2 separate regions of the Astyanax mexicanus genome follow, and region 2 is linked to region 1. Evidence: chromatin contacts called from public Hi-C data. All regions are on one chromosome and are shown on one strand. The core of a region is the stretch at or near the end of the contact, and the rest is flanking DNA. Distances in the headings are between cores, read along the strand shown. Region 1 holds the start of bloc1s5 (biogenesis of lysosomal organelles complex-1, subunit 5, muted). Region 2 holds the start of zgc:101569 (enoyl-CoA hydratase).

The links. Hi-C and Micro-C count contacts between places; a contact is called where the count stands out from the background.
Region 2: a contact with region 1 is called in a Hi-C map of muscle, with 14 times the contacts expected there. The contact joins the promoter of zgc:101569 here to the promoter of bloc1s5 in region 1. A contact is called at or near these places in 2 of 3 Hi-C or Micro-C datasets (both in muscle).

What each region holds. Positions count from the first base shown.
Region 1 is chr1:107,723,932-107,729,414 of AstMex3_surface, reverse strand. It overlaps bloc1s5 (biogenesis of lysosomal organelles complex-1, subunit 5, muted), which reads right to left and starts at 2,447. Exons shown (of 5, transcript XM_022680125.2): 1 at 2,179-2,447; 2 at 197-279; 3 at 1-34. The coding sequence starts at 2,197.
Region 2 is chr1:107,856,915-107,862,397 of AstMex3_surface, reverse strand. zgc:101569 (enoyl-CoA hydratase) reads left to right here and starts at 3,287. Exons shown (of 6, transcript XM_049463869.1): 1 at 3,287-3,591. The coding sequence starts at 3,444. It overlaps si:dkey-197c15.6 (putative nuclease HARBI1), which reads right to left and starts at 1,933. Exons shown (of 3, transcript XM_022680076.2): 1 at 1,662-1,933; 2 at 47-831. The coding sequence starts at 809.

The sequences.
Region 1 (5,483 bases), core at 1,198-3,697:
CCAGCAGACGGCACTCCCTAAATGCCCTTTTCTCCTGTAGAGAAAAACATCATTAACTTTAAGTGAATGGAGGAGGTTAGACTACTCACACAGATTAAATGCACACCTAAATAAATTGTAAAACTCTTAACTCAGCGCACACATTAAGCTTTCAGTGTTAAACCTTTAGATAAATGAGCAGAAATAATGATCTCACCTCAAATTCTCTAACAAAGTATCTGATCTCCCCCTGTAGGACAGGTCTGTGGTCCAGCAGTCTAGACTGGATATCACCAACATCTGTGGATGAAAAAGAACAGCGTTAAACTCAGAAAGCACAAATAATTAACTTTAACAAATGTGTCTAAAAGAGACCTAACAAAACGCTTCATCAGAATCCAGAATGGAGGAAAGCTTATAGCCTATGCTGGTGTCGGGGTTAACCCTTTCTTGATTTTGGTCATGCACTGGGCATGCTGGTCATGCTTGTCGTCCAGCTTATTCTTCATGGTCAAGCAGCAGCTCGGTCACGCTGGTCACATGACCAGCAAGACCAAGCCACATGACCGGCAGGGTCGAGATGGTTATACTGCCCAGATTACAAAAGTATGTTAAATCATTGTTCATTTAATTTCAACTCTAAACATTAATGACTGATGTCAGAATTTATTTGTGTTCACACCAATTTTTGTTAATTCAGTGTTATGGTTCTACATGTTTAATTCATAAACATTACTAACATTAAAATATACAGTACAAGTCAAAAGTTTGAACAGACCAAAAATCCAGTGTTTTTACTTTATTTTAAAAATTTGCACTGCAGATTAACACTAAAGTCATCCAAACTATGTAGAAAGACACAAGGAATTATTTAGTAACCAAAAAATTGTTAAACCAGAAAACATTTTGTCTTTCAGATTCTTCAAAGTAGACAGTTTTTGTTTAGATGACAGCTTTGCATATCTTGGCATTTTCTCAGTCAACGTTATTCAGTTAACAGCTGTGCTGAACTTGTCAAGAGGTAATTACTTAAATTTCTTGTCTCTTAATATGTTTGAGAGCATCAGTAAATTGTGAAGAGGTAGAGTTGGTATACAGTGAATTTGAGTAATGTTTAATCCATACTATGGCAAGAAAACTCAATCCAAAACATTTAAGAGCTTTGAAATTACCCTCAAGTGCAATCTCAAAGACCATCAAAAATGTTGGGTAACATGATAATTTTCATGATTTTCAGATCAGCAATTTCAAATATAAATATATCATATAACAGATGAACACAGTGATATCATATTTGAGAAGTGAAATTAAGTTTATAGGACTTACAGAAAGTGTGCAATAATTATTTAAACAAAATTAGGCAGGGACATACGGGCACCCTTGTAGTTTTAGTGATTTAAGTACTTTTACTTTTGTCTAAAAAATACTTGACATAGGGAGAGGCTGTATGGGAGAGCAATGCAGAGAAAGCCTTTTCTGAGCACAAGGCACAAAGTGAAAATAATGATCAAAGTGAAATAGTGAAATAATGATCTACTAAATACTGAGGTAAGTTTTGCTGCGGTGCCAAAATTTAGTTTGAAGAATTATTGCACACTTTCTGTAAATCCTATAAACTTAATTTCACTTCTTAAGTATTACTGTGTTCATCTGCTATATGATATATTTTGCTAAGATTGCTGATAAAAAACAACCAATCATTTATAAAGGAAAATCATGCCCAAACTTTGTCATACTACTGTGTAGAACTTTGCAGTTAAAAAAAAATTCAAGACATTTATTTTTTATTATTATTATTTATTTAAAGGACAGGTTATGTCTGTCTTTGAGGTAAAAAAATAATTAAAAGCCACATAGGAGAAATAATAAACATTTTATTCCTTTCAAACGACCACATTACAATTAAATTAAGGTTTAGATTTTCATTACAATTACCACAAAATGTACAAGAGCTCGATTGTACCAGTTAGGGAAAAACAATGTTTTCTTTCCAACAATAATAAGACTGTTCCACTAGAAATAGTAGGAAATACACTTTCCAGGCTTGCTGATGGAACTAAGCTTCATATATGGGTAATTTCTTAGGTAAGTTAAATAATTACATTTCATTATAAAAGATCAAAACCTAGCTGGGGATATATTACCATACAGGCGCTTTGTTAGTCCTTTTATTTTCAGTGTGTTACACTAACTACCTACCTTTTGCTATTTTGTCCATGGTCACGAGACGTCACCACCCTCTCTGTGTGTTTTTTGTGCAAAAAACTCCCTTATTGCCTTAAAATCCAGTAACTCCACGACAACCCGAACCTAAATCATCTGCTCCAGGTTACTTCGTGTGGCACGTGTCTTTATAATCGTCACATCAGGTAATATTTACTGTTAACTCAGACAGCTACATTTCAGAAGAGCACTGATATAATTTGTATCCTCCTGTCTGGGCTACATGAACTGCTTCAAATTTATTTCACAATAAAAGTCCGCATTAGTTGTGTTGAGTCTGGCTTCAGTCACATGGGGAACCACTACTACTACCAGAGCTGGTTAATATGGAGCCTGTCCATTTCCTATCTATCTCCCTGTTATATCAGTAAATTACTGCTTACAGCTAGAGGGAGCCAGAGAGTAAGTCCTTAATAAATGGAAGCGAATGGAGCCTAACAGCTAAAACACCAAATTAAAAATACACATAACTATTTTGTCAGTACATTCCTTTAATTTAGAAAGCAGAAATATTTTGTGAAATCTTTCATAAAAACACAAAAACATTGCCTGTATGTTTCCATTTTTTTTTTACAGTAAAAAGTTTTTTTTTGACAACAGAGATACTATAAGTGTGTTTTGCTTAAGTATTGCTTAAGTAGTTTATTGTAAAATGTACTACTCGAGTACTAAAAGTAAAAATACAGAACTGTGTTATGTAGTTATTAAAGAAACAGAACAGGAGCAGCTAAAGCATGTTTAAAGGCCTTGTAACCGTTTTTTAAAAGCTTTACAGATGATATATGATACTGAAAATAATCAAACATTTAGAAACTCATTGTTCATTTGCTCCATATGAACCAATTCATTTTGGACTCACTAAGGAGCGCCGTCTGGTGAATTAACAAACCCTGAAAATATTCTGAAATGGGTATTTTCCTCTCTAGAGAGTTTCTGCTTCTACACACTAGGGTTCAAAAAACCCTCATATCTTGATATGCTTAAAGGAAACAGCAATATTTGTTGCAATGCAATTAAACAATAAAATAACTAAATGGCACACCAATCTGTAAATTATACTTATTACACTAAGCGATTGCATTTGAAACATTTTATTTGACCATAATTAATTAAATGTATTCTTAATCCCCATAATTACCCATAAAGACCCATCTTTAGCTTTGACTGTGGCATGCATGCGCTGTGGCATTGTTTCAATACGATTCTGCAATGTCACAAGATTTATTTCAGTCCAGTGTTGCATTAATTTTTCACCAAGATCTTGCAGCATAGATGATGGTAGAGTCTGACTGCTGCACAAAGCCTTCTCCATCCAGCACATCCCAAAGATTCTCAGTAAGGTTAAGATCTGAACTGTGGTGAACAATCCATGTGTGAAAATGATGATCTCATGCTCCCTGAACCACTCTTTCACTATTCCAGCCCCATGAATCCTGACACTGTCATCTTGTCATCTATGCCTGTATCATCAGGGAAGAAAAATCCATTGATGGAATAACCTGGTCTATATTCAGTATATTAAGATAGTCAGACTTCATTCTTTCATCACATACTGTTGCTTAACCTAGACCTGACAAAATTCAGCATCAACCCCACATATTTACTTACTAAATCCAGGTGGCAACTTGTTTTTGACCAGGCAGTGTATTATGAGTATCCAAAAAACTCTAATATGACACTGCATTTTATCAAATGTGTAGTTATTTATTGTAACCAGATCTGCAAAAAATGTTTTACATTATAAAGTAAAGTGATTTGCTAATGATACTGTGTTTTATCTTCACATTTTATTTGATTTAATGGTTTATTAAGTTTTGGGATATAAAAAAAAGTTATGCCAAGTTTTTCAACGGGGGCATTAGAAAAGACTGGTTCTAAATGCAGCCACAAGGTGGAGTCAGAGGATCAGCCATTGAGAGAAACCCGACTCTTCTCAGCTTCAGCTTCAAACACTCCACTGGTGGTGGGTAAGAAACTAATACAATTATATACACGACAGCAGCAACTGTCTGCAACAGTCGACTCCTGTGTAGGATTCTGCTTTTGTCCCAATAATAAGGCATAAATTATTGTTGTATGTTGCAGTTAAACACAGGTGTTGATGGGTTAGTTGTTACTTAATAGGTTTATTGTGAAAATCTGCGCCCATGCAGATTTTTAGAGTGAAGCTGTGGTAGATGTACATGCTGTAGAAAGTGCAACACCTAATAAAACCTACCGTTTATAATAGAAAACATATTTAAACTCTGCTCCGAAGTGTTGCACTGTGCCAAAGAACACAAACTGGTAGTTTTGTTTATTACAAAATTCAAGCCAAAAGTTTTATATTCACGCAAGTTGTACACCAACGTCCACAACATGTTGCTGTAATGTAGGTAGTGATGTCGGGTAGTGAGGTCTAGGGTAAATATATTCAAGTAGTAATGTTAATTAACTAAAATCAAACCTTTTTAGAATGTCACGAACCAACATATTGAAGTAAAATGCCAATATTTAGTTGTGAGGTATAATGATCAAACTCCCACTCTAATACTACATGTTTATACAAGGTGACTTTTCACCTCTTATTAGATGTTGGTATAATGTTATAGTTGTAAATTGTAAGTATACTTGAAATAACCAAAATTAAACACAAATTTAACATTGGACCCTCTCTAATTAAAAAGATGTTGAGTAAACGTCAGACCTGTTAGTTCCATTTTGGTTGAAAAGTGAGAAAATGAATTTTTGTTGTTGTTGAAATGTTTTTTTTTTTTTAAAGATGTATCTACAAATGGCAAATGGTTGAATGTTAAAGTAAAAAAAAACATATTTTTGAAAAGTAAGTTCAAATTTAATGTCCTTATAACTTGTCTCAACCACATTTCACTTTTAAATTAAAATTTTCAATTAACAATACTCAGGGGTAGCTTGATCTAAACACAAATTTTGTGTTTTGACAGATATGTAACTTAAACCTTTAGATGTCAACCCAATTTTCATTTACAAATAATATTCAACGTCAGTGCAATATTGGAGTCCAAAGCATTTCTGATGTAAGCTGGCATAGATGGAAGAGTAACTTAGAAGTAAAAAAGTTGTTCTCTCAACTAAATACCCAAAGAAATTGCTTCTAAGGGTATTAACTGTGCTAACAGTATCTTGGTATTGTAGGTATTGTAGGCTTACAAATAATTATTCTCTTTGAGTTGTGGTTTAATAAGTTAATATACAATTAGTTACATTACAGTGACTTTGTTTACTTTATAAAAAAGTAATACTAGTAAGTAACTAAAGTAATT
Region 2 (5,483 bases), core at 2,038-4,537, 130 kb before region 1:
TGTATTAAAGCAATGCGTAATACATGTAGTTAGCTAATCTACTCACCAACAAGCCATGTCTGGCCATGCTGGAAATTGATGAACTCCTGGTAAATGTTGGACTTTTCCCAAACAGTCTTTTCCAGAGTGCCCCCAGGACAACACTGCTCAACACTGAGCAGATTTCCATCCACATCACTGATGATCTGCATCATCACTGAATTGTAACCCAGAGGGTTGAGGTAGAGGCTTTCTGTAGTAGTAGTAGTAGTAGTAGGAGGAGGTGTCACTCTTACATGTAAACAGCCCAGGACTCCCACCACGTTTGGGATGCCACTGATGTTTTTAAATCCCTGAGCTACACCCATACGGTCATCATAGCTGCCTGGGAAGGTGATGAAGCTGTGGGACATGTCCGCCAGGACTTTAGATATGAGGTTTACCCCCTCAGCTGCAGCTAGCTGGTCCAGCCCCAGCAGGTCTGTGATTTTCTTGGGTAGAAACCCATGTGAACAGAAGTGCAGCGTGGCTAAAATCATGGCTTCTACTGAGGCAGAGTCGCTGACTGGTCTGAACACATCCTTCTGTAGACGAGATGTAACGTAGTCGATCAGAAAGGCCAGGCAGGCTCGAGATGAATGGAAACACTGGGAAAGAAAGTAGTCATCCATGCGGCCCAGGATACCTCTGGACTCCTCAGTGCTGCTGCTGTTGGAGCTGCTGGAGATGTTGGATCTGCTGCTGGAGGAATTTTTATGGTCGTATCCGCTACTAAACCCTCTGTACAGGTCCTCCTGCACAGCCAGCCACACTGCTCCCCCGAAAGACATTTTAACAGCAGTTTAAAAGCAGCTGTAAGTGAATTTCCCTGCTTTAGCTCCTTGTCAAACCGTGCTTCCCTAGTAGTAGAATTTAATTTTTAAAAAGGTAAAAATACAAAAAAATAAAAAATCATATTAGAAACAAACAAACAAAGAACTCTCAGCAGAAGCCTAGGTAGGATATGAGGATAGGCCAGTTCACTGTATCAGGTAAAGTTAACCCTTTATAGCATAGATATTTTTTTTTAAACACCACCACTGCTTTAGCAATTATTCCCAACAAATATGGTCTAGCTGTTATCCTGATGCAACAACTAAAACACAAATGATATTGATTACTATTAATACTATTGATATTGATATTTTGTGACAAAAAATAACATTACAAAAATTAAAGGAATGGTGTAATCAAACAGTGGTTTGCCATAGAGGGTTAAAACGTTAAGGTCATATACGTGATTAGAAAAAGTATAGTTTTATAGCTTTATAGTTTATTATTATAAATATTTTTTAACTTGCCAGTGTTATTTTTAACTGATATTTAGAGGGTTTTTAACATTTAAATTAGTTGTTTAATGCTGCCAATAACATTAAAAATCATTAAAACGTTAGAAAAACAAATGCTGCGCATGCGCAGTGCCGTAAAGAAGCACATATCAGTGGGAAGCACAACTCTACACAACACAGACATTCGTCAATAACACCGTGTTAGCTACCAGTTAAAAAAAAAGTAAAAAAAATAAAACCCTTCCAGTGATTTTATGACTATCAAATAAATCACTGGGACAATGAGCAACTCTTACTCTTTCTACGCGTTTAATAAGACTCTTAATGTGGCTGTGGTTATTATTGTTAGTAAACCTGGAGCTTCTATATCCCTCACTGGTTTCAGCAGCAGCAGCAGCAGCAGCAGCAGCAGCAGCTCTTCCTCATCCTCTGGATACTGGAGGTTAATTCGCGTTAAAGTCCACAACAATAAAACGCCGCTGTACCTTTTATTATCCGTGTTTGCTGGTGTATATTCGCATGCCCGCGAAGAAGCGGAACGCGATGGATTCTGCCTTCTTCTTCCTACTAGCGCCCTCTCTGCCTGAAGCAAGGAACGACCTGAAACAGGTTTAATCCAGTCTGTTTTTTTTTGTTTGTACATCTACATAAAAGTGGTTGTTTATTAGGGCTGCAGCGAATAGCCGAATAGTCGATTTTAGTTTATTTAAATTGTCGACTATAAATTTCATTGTCGACTAATCGTTAATTTGTAACAGTACCACATTACACAAAGTGCAGGGGACAGAAGCACAATGGGAGATGGGTAAAAGGCTCACTCACACAGTTTCCACTCAACTTATTCTGTGTCTCCAAAAGTGCCCACTACATATTTAATCACTTAAAAAGTATTACTTACTATCTCAAAATAATAAGATATCTCAAAATAATGACTTACTTTCTCAAAATAATGAAATAGTATCTCAAAATAATGAGATAGCAGTTTACTGAATAATAAGAAAAAAAATTACTGGAATATTTTATTTTATTTTAGGTGGTGGGGAATATTTGGAGCCCTGGTATCGAAGCATTTAACACACTGCAAAACATTTTGAGCAAAACAAAATATGCCAATGTGGAAAGCACACATTTTTTTACTATTTTTCTTAGTAAGATTTCTTAAAATAAGCAGTCACAAAGTCTCATAATGAGTAAAGTAAGGCTTTAAGTGACACTACACTCCCTGACTTAGCTCAAATTTGGGAGAGGCACTGGGTGATATATGGGTTTAGGGGTGGGGCAGTATTATTAATTGATTGATCAGGTGAGTTTTTAAGCTTATTTTGAGTTTAAGTTTATTAAAATAAGGTGAACATTCTAAGTAAGACTGATTAAGATAATTCCTAAAATAAGCAAAAAATCTTACAAGTACACTGAGTAGGAGAAAAAACTTATTATCTTATCAGAAGAAAAAAAATTATTGCCTTAAAAATGCCTTAAACATTTCACTTGCTAAGATTTTAAAACGTTTTTTTTTTTGTGCTAGCTTGTTATTGTTATTAGCTAATGATTTCATGTTTTTTTATTTTATGTTGTCAAACAAATAGTATAAAGATTTCTGTATCTTTAGGGAAGTTAATAAATTAATGAGTGGCAAAATGTTAACCCAAGATTACAAAAACTGGTGGAAAACAAAAACAAAACAAACAAATAAACAAGAAATATCTCTTTAATATATATATTTAACCAGTGTAGTTAAATGTTTAAGCAAGCAATTCATATTCATACACTTTGTGTGAAAATATAAAACAAATGTGCCAGCCCTGCTCCCAAATGTAATTATTAAATGGCTGTTTAGTTACATCAAATTATTCTTTAACGATACAATTACGTTTAATTTGTATTTTCCATTTATTTTTTTATTTTAAAATAACATTTAAAATGTATTTTCTATTCCCATCCTATGACAGGGTTTGCCAGTGGGGGCAGACTTTAGCTCAATTTCTTTTCCCCTTGCAGACCAGTCAACTTTGGCCTATAATAAAGTGTTATCTGATGCGCTGTTGTTATTAGAGGGACTTTTATTTTGTCTTAAACATCAGCAGCACATTGGCAGCCCACTTATACTTATACTTCGACTTATACAGGCTGCAGTCCATGGCGCTCCGGGCTTTCAGGTCTGTGGTCAATGGGAACTCCGTGTTCAGATTAAGGAGCGTCTTGGCTCGATATGAGGAGCTGAGTTTAATCACCGCTGGAAGACTGTGTTACAGCTCTGCTGCTTCTGACCATCCAACACAGACAGGTAACTAACCTGCTCAAATAAATACATTCTCTTTTTTTCTACCAGTTATGCACTTATTCCTCCCTATTTTTTTCTCCTGCAGGGGCATAAGTGCTCCAATATAATATATAATGGTTCATAATCATAAAGTTTTATTATAAAGTATGTCATATGACAAGTTACTTTCAGTAATTCAGTTCAAAATGTGAAACTCATGTATTATATAGATGTATAACACACAGAGTGATCTATTTTAACCCTTTATTTATTTCATTGTTGATGATGGCTTACAACCAATGACAACCCACAAATCAGTGTTTTGGAAAATTAGATTATTATATAAGACCAATAGGTACTTTTGTCAGTGTGGGCAGTGTGCCAAGTCCTGCTGGAAAATGAAATCCGCCTCTCCATAAAAGTCAGCAGAGGGAAGCATGAAGTGCTGTAAAATCTCCTGGTAGGAGATCTGCACTGACTTTGGACTTTACTGATTTATTGATGGTCAGTGATGGTGTGTTGAGCTACGTCATCTGCTGGTGTTGGTCCACTGTGTTATATCAAGTCAAAAGTCAAATTTTATGAGGATGTGGATTTCATTTTCCAGCAGGACTTGGCACACTGCCCACACTGCCAAAAGTACCAACTGGTCTTATATATTTTTCTAATTTTTGGGTTGGCTGGGATTTTTGTTGGCTGTAAGCCATATCATCAACAATAAAATAAATACACGCTTAAAATAGATACACACACTTTTTTTATGATTTTCAGAATTTGATCTGTAATGAATTAAGTCAATTCTTTTTCATCTCCATTGCAGCAGGTCAAACAGTGGTCACAGAGAGGAAGGGTGTGGTGGTCACTGTGGGGATTAACCGTCCAGAGGCGCGTAACTCAGTAAACCGGGAGACTGCTTTTAGGTTAATCAAGGAGCTTTCAGCCTTTGACCAGGATGATACCCTCAGTGTGGCTGTGCTGCATGGACTGGGTAACTTAAAATGGAATGCCTTGCTTAGCATAGTAACCACCTAGCAACAACTTGGTAAATGCTTTACAACATTTTTGCAACTGACTTGCAAGACCTTAGCGACCACCTATAGACACCTTTAACAGCACCATAGCAACCACTTAGCAACATTTTTGCAACTGACTAACAACTGACTAACTTTGCCTCCCTAACAAAACCTTTTTATCAACCAACACATGTACAACAGCAACCAAAGGCAATACCTCAGGAACCAACTCCTATCCAACATCACCTTAGTAACCACCTAGCAACAAGACTGCTGAAGTGCAGTCACACACAACTACAGTTTCTGCAGGAGTTGGACAATGAAACTGAAACACCTGGTTTTAGAGCACAATAATTTATGTTCTGGTGGAAACAGGAGAGTTGAGGTGCACATTAATTTCTGCTGTGATTTGGGCAGCCGTGTTTTTATGTTTTTTGAATACAATCTGGGTTAGCACCCGAACATCCATTTCAGACAGCTTCCTCTTGCGTCCACAGTTAATCCTGTTGGATGTGGTTCGCCCTTCTTGGTGGTATGCTGACATTACCCTGGATACCGTGGCTCTTGATACATCACAAAGACTTGCTGTCTTGGTCACAGATGCGCCAGCAAGACATGCACCAACAATGTACCACATGTGTTGTTAAAGACAATAAATCTCCTTGAAACAAACCTGTTTAACAAACTGGATCACAAATGAGCCGATTGACATTTTTATAAAATAAAATTTGATGCCAATGGCTTGGGAGATGAGGAGACCATCACTTATTCAGTGATAGAGCGGTTTAAGGAATAAAGAAGTTCAGATGATGTAATAACCAACAAATCACCAGATCTGATTGTCATTAGGAATGTTTCAGAGTATGTTCTGGGTAATGAGTGCAGGAGAATAGGAGGTTTATG